Linked DNA regions of Gossypium hirsutum: region 2 is linked to region 1. Evidence: chromatin contacts called from public Hi-C data. All regions are on one chromosome and are shown on one strand. Each heading gives the region's core, a stretch centred on a gene start, on an enhancer-like site or on the middle of the called end of the contact. The rest is flanking DNA. Distances are from core to core; before and after follow the strand shown.

Region 1 (6,038 bases), core at 1,836-4,335:
TCTGCCGTAAAAGGTTTTAGAAATACCCAAGCACTTGATTTTGTATTGTGAATTGGAGCTACTATGACGAGACCGGTAGTTATATAAGGCTGAGAAAAATCCACAACTTTTGTCCGGTTTTTCACAATTGCAATGTCCCCAACAGCTGCATCAAACACCTGGTACCACAATTTTACAAATTGATTACGATGTACAAGCTCTATCTATAAACAAACATACCTCTGCACAGTGCAAGACCTTTAGATTTGTGTGGAACCATGCTATTTATCACTTATTGGACTAAGGTTTAACCATGCAACTGATTAGTTGTCCCTCGTCTTTTGTCATAAAAGAAACATCTAGAGCACGTGATATAAAAAAAAAAAAAAGAAGAGATATTTGGCCCTATGGATTTATGACATTTTGGTGTGAAGGAATTAGGTAAATCAAGGTCATACTTACATCATCTGCAACCCTCTGTACAAGCTGGCCGTAATTAGGATTGGACTGACCATCCCCAAAAAGCTCAAATTTGTAAGGAACATTATACGGGACAAATTTCAGTGCTTCAGTGAACACATCGATACAGTATCCTGCAATTTTATGGCTACCATTCAGTTTTGTAACAAAATCAACGAAACTGGCTCTATAGGGCACTCCAATTCTCAACGGACGTTCATCATCTGCAATCACCCAGCCGCGAGGTGCTTTGGTCTTTCCACCAGGCCAAGCAACTTTGCCAAGCTTCTGTTCTATCTCAGAATGCCTATTTTTTGTCCCTTGAAGGGTTTCTGGGGGAGAAACTGAGAAACCAAAGGTGTTAGACCAGAAACCAACGATATGAACAGCCATCTTGTCAATATTAATGACATCATAACCAGAAGTTCCAATGTTTCGATCTGAATTAAAACGAACGGGACCGGTTAAACCAGAGAAGCTTGTGTTCAATATATCATCGAGTAGTATAGCACCACCATCGAAAACTTTAAGCTTCCCCAAATGCATTTGAGTTGTTTTTGAATCATTTAGCTTAACACTTAATGAAAATGTGAAATTGTTGCCATCATCTATGAACTTGTCGATTGAGCGTGCAACTGTCCAAACCGTGTCATAAGCACAAAGGCCATAGGTATTCAACTCTGATTTTACCAACCCTTGCTGCTGCATCTTTTTCCATCGAGATAAAAAATCCTTCGTTTGGTTCGACTCTGGAATATGTTGGCGAAGTCCAACTACCCCTTGAAGCACACTAAGAGCAGTTCTATTCATGGGAGCAAATGAATCTATGGTAGCAGAAAGCCAATCTGTTGCAAACCACACATAGTTGCTGCTCATCATCTGAAGCTTTTCAGCAGTGGCAAAAATTCTTAATCCAGGGTCTGGGTCAACATGAACAATATAAACACGAGGACCTAGCAATCTAGATTGATTGAGAACAGCTACGATGTCATGTTGTGTAAAACGTACAGGCAAGGGCAATTTATAGAAAGCTTTTGCCATTCTCCTATTGAGTTCATCATTTAGGGCAGATATCCCATTCCTCCCATAATCATTATCCACATAGATAGCAATGACCTCTTTCCATCCATAAAAATCAACTAAAGAAGCCATAGCATTCATTTGGTAGGAATCGCTCTGCACAGTTCGGACAAAGAATGGAAATTGCTTAGCGGAGACACTTGGATCGGTGGCGGCATACGAAACAAGAGGAACTTGAAGACCATTGGCAATTTCAGAAATCATATGAGCAATTGAAGATGACTGTGGACCAATAAAAGCCACAACCTCTCGTTCAATTACTTGATAAGCTGACAAAAAAACAAAGATTCAATCTGTTTTAGAACAACTTTAGTTTTTGTTTAATATTCTTAGCAGTAAAATTTTTGAAGGAATATCATGACTCAAAGGGACGTTTTGCCAGATATGGAAATCACACCACATAGAAAGCATAAGATCAAGAGAGATATGGCATCTATCTGAGCTCACTGAAGGATTAAAAAGCTTAGCAATTTCATTATGATCAAGCTAGAATATAATCGAAGGAAAGCTAGAAACAAATTCATGTTAACCTAGAACAGAGAGCATAAGGAGGAAGATATACAGTAAAACTGAATTAGACATCATAACTTTTCCCACCATCCAAAATATTCACTAAAATTGTGATTACAAAAAAAAAAAAAAAACTGCTAAAATTAACCGTGTATTATAACAGTTTTAAGAAGCAAAAAAGGAAGAATGAAGGAACAGAATTCAAGTTACCTTCAATAGAACCCAAGAAGGCATTGCAATTAGCATCAGCCTCAATCAAATTAAGACGGGTTTCATTCAGAATAGTGGGAGTAGCATTGATATCAGAGATTGCAGCTTCCATTGCTGCCTTTGCAACTCTACCAATAACAGAATCAAAAGTGAAAACAGCACCAACATTTACAACACCAGGCTTCTGACAACTCACAAGACAATTAAGGGACACCCATATCATCAAACAAAAAAACCAAGAAAACCCAAGATTTTTCATTGTTGAAAGCTATCAGAACCAACAACTTGAATGAAAATGAGCCTCTCTCCCCCTTTTTTTGCCCTTAATCTGTTTAAAGAGTTAGCCTTTGTCTACAGTCAGGAATTCATGGGGTTAAGAAATCTTAATAACAGAAAGCCAAGCATGATTTTTTTACTAATACCTAGATTATAAAATCAATAAGAAAACTCAACCTCAACCTGAAAAATAAAATTTAAACTTAAATAATAATTAAGAAAAAAAACTTGGGAGTCTGGAAGGGAAGAGTCAAGAGCGTTAAAGCTACCATACTATTTGCCTACACCTATTAGCTAAAATGGTACTAAAGTTCATGGCTGCAAAGTAGTAAATTGGAAGTAAGAAAAATGTGATTTAGACATGGAATTTGGAACTTGTGGAAGTCATGTTTAAAACAAACAGTGAAGTAGGGCATCTGGTAATTGAACTTCTTAGAGGCATATCGAGCAAAACAGAATACTATACTTTTCTTTGAATAATTGATAGACAATAAATTCAATGAATGAACTGCTAATTTTATTTGGCTCAGAAAAAGAAATTAAGACTTTATTTAGGAAAGAGATAGATTTATCATTTATTACTACTACTTGCATTGCATGCACTAGTGTACATTATTTTTTAATGAAAGAATAAGAAAGTTTCGTTTCTACGTGCACAAAGGTGCGTGATTCACACGCTTGGAATCATAGAATCTTATTCTAATTTTTTTTTGTTTTAATTTTTCATAAATAATTTTTTAAATCCCACCTATCAGCTTAAAAAATATTTTGCTCTAACTACTAAAAGTATTTTTTTTAAATGAGGATCCAATTGAAAAGGGTAAGTATAATTATTCTTTTCGCTTTATTTTGATGAACTAATTATTAATTTTTTTATTTAATAATTTAATTTTATAAAATTAAATTTTTTAATTACTTTCTTTACAAGTCAAAAAATTGATATAAAATTTCATATTATCCATATAATAAATTTATTAAAATAACAACAATAAATTCTATCAAGTTTCACTCTCCACAATACGCACACATCTTCAATTCACCCTCACCGACCACTGGCGCCACCGGCGGTCTCCTTTCTACTTATTCTTTCACTTCCTCTATTTTTTTTTTCTCTCCTCTTCTTTTCTTTCCTTTTTTCTTTTTTCAAAAAACCCTAGTTGTTGTCCACTATTGCGTTGTCAGAGCTGCCAATTGTTGCTACTTCTTGGATGGTTGCACCATTGTTCAGGTCGTCTTTTCCCACCACTAACATTTCTAGGCCTCCTTTTCCTCCCCTTGTCAGCATGTGAGATGGCCAAGAGATGAACCCAAACCACCTAAACCGAACCAAGCCAAATTGAGTTCTTGTTTCTTTTTTGTTGTTGTTGTTGATGATGTTTATTATTATTATTTTATCTTGATGGTTCATGGTTTATTGAGTGTTTTTATGAGCATCGAGTATTAGGGGTGTTGTGGATATTGAGATTTCAAAGTATTTTGGAGTTGATTTTGAGTCAGGTGAGAGGTTAGAAAGGTAGATGATGAATGATGGGTGAGGGTTGTTGCATGGTGGCAATAGTGCATAGGAGTTGAGGGAAAATGCATAGATAAGATTTCTATTTTAAAATTTAATAAAATCATGTAAATTCTAGCCATTACAAACTCTATCCATCCATTCTTATTCACATTATTCAATACACTTTCATATACCTTGTTTATTTGGTAATGGATTTTTTTTCAAATAAATGAATAATTTCATTTTATATTTGTTTATAAAAACAGAATTAATAGATAAGATTTTATTTTACATTTAATAAAATTGTGTAGCATATTGTACCTATTATTAACTTTATTGACACATTCTAATTCGCAATTGTGTTAAGGTTTCTATATTATTCTTTATTGTTGTTAAAAAAAATGACCAAAATAATTATTTAGCCATTAAACCCTTGACAACTTAATAAATGGTTGATTGGACTAGAAAAAAGGAGAAATTATTCTTTCAGTTCCCTTATAAATTACAAAATTTTAAGTTAATCCATTAAATCTCCATAAAAAACTATATTAACTAACATCAAAAAATGCATGATCCAACCTCTGATATGCTTCCACTACTGTCTTCCCCCATTATCTCCTTTGTTTCTTCCTCTTATCTCGTCATAGTTTATGAAAAGATGATAACTCTTCACACAAAAATATATGTATTAAGTGTATTTTTTTTAAAATTCAAAGTCTTTTGTTAACCCAAACATTGAAACTATACAATAATTACATTCCACTTAAATCAAACTAAAAAAAGAAAAGAACAATAATATACACAACTTTGAGAGGTTAGTGTATCCTTTTAACCTTGGATGAAACTAACATTACTTCAAAACCAATCATCTAAACAGTACAAATACGAAGCTGTAGTAGTAAAGAACACTTTACTAATTGACATATAGGCTGCAGTATCTTCAGCAACCGCAATTGTAAGTAATGACGACTTCGTGACTTACCATTTTTTATAAAAGTAGGAAGTTATGGGAGAGACGAGTAACAATGAGCAAAAAAACCTGCATCTGAATAATTAATAAAAATAAATGTTTAGTTTTAGTTTTATTAGTAGCCCCAACTCCATTTTTGTCTTTTTGTTGACTTTGCAAGAAAAGGTTGCACCCCAAACAACTGTAAGATTTGCACACGTGGCATTTATCCATAACATCTCTCGGCTGTAATACCATAGAAGTAGAAGAAAACTCTCGGCCATGGTCAAGGTACCGAAATCCAATCCAAAGTCAACAACGACATCAATAGTGAATGAAGAGGAATGTACTAAACCAATGATGATGTGTTTTTTAGGACAAAAGCCATGACAAAGTTTTTTTGTTTGGGTGAAAGACGAAGGAGTGGAGATGGTGGCCACGTCAGAAATAAGCATAAAAAAATTAAAACTTCTTGAGTATAGCAACGGTGTTAATTTTAAATGGACTAAAAGAATAATTTTTCCTTTATTTAGGCCCAATCAACAATCGGTTAAGGCTTTCATAGCTGAGTAGTCATTTTTGTCAATTTTTCTAATGAAAGTGACTAAATTAACAAAAATAAATTAAAATGGCCAAAATAGAAATGAGACCATTTTAGAGTGACCTCCAATGTAGTTTACCTTATTAAAATGTATTATTAATAAATTTGTAAATAATTTTAAAAATCATTAAAAATAAATCTAATCATTATATTTTTTAACAAGATATATTTTTTTGTATAATCCCTAGAACCATTATGTCTTTTTATACTAACAACAACACTGATATTAATCAAATTAAAATTCAAATAGCAAAAAATACTATTAAATATAAATATATTAATTTTAATTTATACAATTTTTGGTAATCTTAACATTGAAATAGATGGCGAAACTTAAACCTTACATTTCTCTGATTTTTATATAAAATAATCACTCCTTAACAAATTTTTTAATTCAATATATTAAAATTTAAATCGACAACATTTTTCAAATTAAATTATTAAAATCAAGAAAAATTTAATAATGGATAACTTTAACT
Region 2 (6,185 bases), core at 1,070-3,569, 640 kb after region 1:
ACCCGAATCCAATGATGAACTTATACGGTCATGCCTTTTGTGTAGGTAGATCTGGAAACTCTAACGCATCATCTACCGATAGATCGACCTTATACATGTGGGCTGGAGGCAAGTACGCCCTGAATCAAGGATCTTCTTCTTCTTCATCTGAACCCCCTCCACCGTCTTCAAGTTTGTTTAGAACAGGCTCCGGTTTAGAAAATAATTCAACTTCTACACTATCAGGGTCAGGCTCTTGAGGTGGATCAACATCGGGCTCATCATCCAACACACCATTATCTGCAACGTATGAGGTCTCCTCGCCGATGGACGTCATAGGGTGTACATCATCCCTTCTTGTAGACGTTTCGTAATGTCCCTAATCAGATATGAATTGCCAACTACTAGAAGTTGATGTCATTCCCCAGTACCTATTTTTACCATCAAACATCAACCTACTGAGGTGTATGTCCCATCCACTAACTGAGTGTCGTATAGAAGTTGTGTATTCCATACTGCTACCAAACACAGACGCTTCCATGTTCTGCCTACCACTGACGGAGTGTCGGGTAGAGGTCATGTATTCTTATTGAACAGCAGTAGATGTTGAAGTTGCAAATGCTTCATTTGGCAATAAAAATTGTACATATAACTTAAGATAGGGTGATCCACTAACGAGATGAGTTTGCACCATCGCCTCCAAGTTACACCACCTTTGATATCAAATGAGTCATATGTCACGAGATCAATCGAAGCACAAAATCGATACTTAATAGATGAAACTCTCATTGACTTCGTTCCAAAAATTTTACACCTAAATCTTTTACGAAATTCTGTCAAATCTATGTTATGGTTAAAAACCAGTCACATTGTGTTATTCGATAAAAAAATAACACTGTTCTTGATGTCACGGACCTCACCATCATAGTAAATAACAACACTAATACGTTCACTCATCTTCAATTTCTATTTTGCTTAGCCTCTCTAATTTTTTTTTGTTGTAACTTATGCAATTTGAGTTTGAAATTTGACTCATTTATAGCCTAAGGCCAAATAGGCATTACTGTAGAAAAGAGCGTCCACGTGGAAGCTTTTTCAGTAATTTTGCTGATAGTGCATCTTGCTTGAAGTGTTTTTGACACTATTTTGTTAGAATCGTCTTCTAAAAATTATTTTTTTAGGAACTACTATAGAAAAAGAGCGTCCATGTAGGAGCTTTTTTCAGTAATTTTGCTGATAGTGCATTCTGCTTAAAGCATTTTGACATTATTTTTTTAGAACCGTCTTCTCAATTTTTTTTAGGAACTACTGTAGAAGAACAGCGTCCACATGGAAGCTTTTTTTAGTAATTTTGTTGACAGCCCATCCTGCTTGAAGCGTTTTTGACATTATCTTTTCAGAACCGTCTTCTCAAAATTAAATTTTTTGAAACTATTGTAGAAAAAAATAAAATCATTCTTTTCAATATAATTTTTTCTTAACCCTTAACCTAAACCCTTTTACAAAAACCCTAAAAGCTAAATATAAAAATTATTTAAAAAAAAACTAAACCCTAATTTAAATAATTTTTTTAAAAACTCTAAACCCTAATTTAATTAATTTATTTAAAATCCCTAAAACCTAATTTAATTATTATTTTTTTAAAACTATAAACCATAATTTATTTCTTAAAATTCTTAAACTTTAAATAAATAAAACCCTAAATTATTTTAACAAAACACTAACCTAAGCCCACAAACCCTAGGCAATAAACATGCAAATAGCCCTAACCCTAGAAAAACAAGGGCTAAAACACATCCTTGAGGGAGCGATTTTGTCATGTTAGCAAACACATCCACGTCAGCGCGTTTTGTGCTGACATGACAAAATTGCTCCCTTAGGATGCGTTTTGCTGAATTTTCCCCCTAAAATACTCCTACGTGGGCACGTTTTAATATTTTTTGCCCATTTCAGTAAATAATGAAAAAAGTGGCATATTTACGTAAATAAAGTTGGAAATATACCTTTATTGATAAAATATTCAAGTTTTATATTAACCCAAAAAAAATCTTAAAAAAATAATTGCAATTAACTAGTTAATTTACGACCTGTCACATTAGCCAAATTTCTTTTAATTTCAGACACTCAAATTCTAAGTTAAGTAATTCAAAAATGTTTTTTTAATGTAAATTTAATATAAAATATTTTTCAAGAATAAAATGAATGAAACTTCAACATAAAACAAAAGTAAAATCGAAGCGCGGTGAGATCCAACCCGACCATGCTTAGCCGAGCATAAATACATATCATCACATGTAAATAAATAAATAAATAAAAGGGATGAAATGGTAAATTTGTATAAGAAGAAAGCAAGAGAGAAGCGGTTAGTAGTGGGTCGTCTCTCACTTGTGTTCAACGTCCCTTGCCTGCAAGCAATGTTAGACCTCTCTTTTTGAGGCTTTGACACACAGAATCTATACACAGAAACAAACCAACAACAAAAAAAAGAAAGGAATAAAAATAGCAATTCATAATAAAACAGAGTTCTCTGTTTCTGTTTCTTTCTCTTCTTCTGAAAAAAAGTTGGAGCTCATTTTTTGCAACTGTCGTTTGATTCGGCTCAAGCTTCTTCTGTTTTTTTTTCCATATGGGTTTTTTGCTTCTTTGATTGCTAGTGTTGGAGAAATAGAGGGGATTTTAGGTTGGGAAGTTTCGAAAATATGTCTTTTAAAAGCAAAACAGAGCAGTCTACTAGGAGTTTTGTTTCAAAGAAATGGACTTTTCTTCTTTGTTTGAGCTGCTTCTGTGCTGGAATTCTCTTCACCAATAGGTAATACCCTTTACATTCTTTTTTTTTGAAAGTTTAAAACTTTTGGCTTTCCCTTATTTCAATGGTGAAACCATGTTAATTTGCTTTGTTAATAGATTTTTGAGTTATGTTTCTTTTTACAATTATTTGTCCAAGCTTGTGTTCATGTTGAGTTTCAATTCTCTCTTTTTTTTCTTTTTTTTAATTATTAGTGGGTCTTATTTATTTGGTGTGCCTATTAATGCAAAATTGGATCTAACCTTTGGGATAAGGTTGGTTTCAATTGACAAGTCAATTTTCATATATTAAGCGTTCTAATTTTAATGCTTTTATCTCATTGATGTTTCATCATTTGATAAACGTTGTGCAGAAGAATTAAATAGTTGCAATAGGGAACCTTGACTATAGTTGAAATTTTTACTGCTTTTGTTTTCTTTCTTTTTTTGCACATATAAAAATTTTTGGTTCAAATTTGGATTACAGGTAAAATTTTGGGTTTTCATTATGTTAATGTGTAAAATTGGTAACAGGATGGTGGCTGTTCCTGAATCTAAAGCTATCATGCGGATAACCGCCGTAGAAGCTGAAAAATTAAAACTCATTTCTGAGGGTTGTAACCTAAAAGCTGTGAGTCTCTTTAACTTGCATTCATATAAACCTTTTGTTAAGTTTTGTAGGTTTTAAGCTGTTTGGTTTCCTTTCTTTGTATCAGAAAGGAGAAAAGCATGTATCAAAGGACATCATTGGGGAGGTTTTCAAGACTCACCATGCTATACAGTTAGTATTGCTTTTGTCTAACTATGGTTCATTTGATTTTTAAGTGACTGATCAATGAACTGGTTGTGTCATTTTTCGATGTAGGACATTGGATAAGACTATTTCCAACTTAGAGATGGAATTAGCTGCTGCAAGGGCGGCTCAAGAATCTTTACACGGTGGTTCTTCGTTATCCGAAGATGTGAGTAGAGTTGGATCATCTAGGAAGAGAAAGTATCTGATGGTTATCGGAATTAATACGGCTTTCAGCAGCAGGAAAAGAAGAGACTCAGTTCGTGCTACATGGATGCCACAAGGTGGTCGGATTGATTCTTTTTGACCCTTCCATACCCCCATTCCCTTAACACACAACTGCTCCTTTCCTGATATTCTAATGCGAATTCGGGTGCTGAATCAAATCTGTTTTGGAAAATAGGTGAAAAGAGGAAGAAATTGGAGGATGAAAAAGGCATTATCGTTCGCTTTGTTATTGGCCATAGGTGATGGTTTAATTCTCTTTCTATCGTATTGTTTTATAAGTGAACTAGTATTATATTTTTTCTTGCTGTTCTTATGCTATTAACTTAGTTGTATTCTTCATTGCCTTTGAATCCTTATGGATGATTAAGTTTAAGGAAGCTTAGAGAACCAACCTTGATGAACCACTCTAGCACTGTGTTGCCTTGCATGGTATGCCTTTTCAAGGCTACTTTTATTATTAGACTTGGTTTTTATTTCTCATGGAAATGAGACACTGGTTCGGTTCAATATTGACGACACCCGAAGATGGCTTGTTAACTTTTGCTCGAATAAGATAAAAAATTACCATTAACCAATAATCATATATTGATATTCCAGCCAAAGATGGTGACGATATTTCTTGCTTTTTATAGCCGTTCCGCTGTCATGAAATACTGTCTGCAAATAGTTTGGGACCTACATATCCTGTTATGCCCATTATTCTTTTCTTACGATCTCCTTGGCACACACTCTAAATGGTGCTATAAGCAATTAAATTGAATAATTTTTCATATACAGTGCTACATCGGGTGGTATTTTGGACCGAGCAATTGAAGCAGAGGATAAGAAGCATGGAGACTTCTTGAGGCTGGTAGGTTGTTATGGCAACTATTGATCTTTTATTGTTTAGGCTATGCTGCTAAAAATATGCTAGCCTATTTAAGAACATTCCATTACTATTTGCTTTTGAGAAAATAATGGACCAAGAAATATGTTGTTTCGATTGCAAGCAGGACCATGTTGAAGGTTACCTTGAATTGTCTGCAAAGACCAAGATATATTTTGCTACTGCTGTTGCTTTGTGGGATGCAGATTTTTATGTTAAAGTCGATGACGATGTCCATGTAAATATAGGTAAGTTCTGTTTATTTTATATGCTTCTTGTGAGAATTATAGTACCTCATTGCACTTAACAGTAATTAGGTACATATACTTTTAATTCTTGTTATTTTATGTTCTAATCTCCCATAAAATTACCGCAGCAACACTTGGAGAAACTCTAGTTAGACACCGAAAGAAGCCTCGTGTATATATCGGATGCATGAAATCTGGTCCCGTCCTCTCTCAAAAGTGAGCTACATATTCCTTTCTTCTTCTACAAAAGATTTTTGTGGAAGTGTACCAGTTTCTTAATTGTTATATCATTGAACAGAGGAGTTAGATACCATGAACCCGAGCACTGGAAATTCGGCGAGACAGGAAACAAATATTTCCGGCATGCTACTGGACAGTTGTATGCCATTTCAAAAGATTTGGCCTCATATATATCAATAAACCGGTAAGATCCAAGACCTCTCTGTTTAAAATTTTACGATGAAGCCTGTGCATGAATCCGAGGACCTGCTTCTCATTGTTATCAATTTTTGTACTAATGATGATTACATACATGCATGATTATGTCAGACACGTTCTACATAAGTATGCTAATGAGGATGTTTCACTGGGATCTTGGTTTATTGGACTTGATGTGGAACATATTGATGATCGGAGATTATGTTGTGGCACGCCACCTGGTAAAGTCTTAAAACACTCGAATTTGAGGAGAATTATGATTATATTAGATTGAAAGATTAAGGTAGACCGCTTGTGGCAAGTCATTGTTCATACTTGTTTAATTTGCATGGAAGATGATGATGTAAAATCTAACACGAACTATAATTATGGTTGGTAAGATTACTGGTTCACATGTCATACAAGTTGGCAGCGAGTCATTATCGTATCAATTCAAAAACCTGGTGAAATATACTAAACACCAAAAAGCTGAAGTGTGTAAATGGCTGTGAATGCAGATTGTGAATGGAAAGCCCAAGCTGGCAACATCTGCGTTGCTTCCTTTGATTGGACTTGCAGCGGAATTTGCCGGTCTGCTGATAGGATTAAAGAGGTTCATCGGCGGTGTGGGGAAGGTGAGACTGCTTTGTGGAGTGCTACTTTCTAATTGCCGGTTTCATGTGCTTCCTGACTCAGGAAGACAATATGGTGGAGCGTTGAGCATGCGCAAGCAGACGTTCAAAATCTTTCTTTTTCGTAGTCTAATGAGTATAGAAAATGTTATATCTAGAGAGAGCACATAGAAACGGGGCCTTTGAGATTTTAGTGGAAGGTTATTGTCACTGTCACCGTAGCAGCCCTAAATGAAAGC

Evidence for each region. A called contact is a pair of places that touch in the nucleus more often than the background predicts.
Region 2: a contact with region 1 is called in a Hi-C map of leaf, with 4 times the contacts expected there. The contact joins the promoter of LOC107916640 here to the promoter of LOC107893860 in region 1. A contact is called at or near these places in 3 of 34 Hi-C or Micro-C datasets (all in leaf).

What each region holds. Positions count from the first base shown.
Region 1 is chrA13:55,220,446-55,226,483 of Gossypium_hirsutum_v2.1, forward strand. It overlaps LOC107893860 (glutamate receptor 3.7), which reads right to left and starts at 3,086. Exons shown (of 6, transcript XM_016818998.2): 1 at 2,239-3,086; 2 at 442-1,787; 3 at 1-158. The coding sequence starts at 2,497.
Region 2 is chrA13:55,860,378-55,866,562 of Gossypium_hirsutum_v2.1, forward strand. It overlaps LOC107916640 (probable beta-1,3-galactosyltransferase 2), which reads left to right and starts at 2,320. Exons shown (of 11, transcript XM_016845955.2): 1 at 2,320-2,788; 2 at 3,298-3,394; 3 at 3,480-3,544; 4 at 3,629-3,840; 5 at 3,960-4,023; 6 at 4,562-4,634; 7 at 4,777-4,897; 8 at 5,026-5,113; 9 at 5,196-5,321; 10 at 5,447-5,556; 11 at 5,833-6,185. The coding sequence starts at 2,679. The coding sequence ends at 5,981.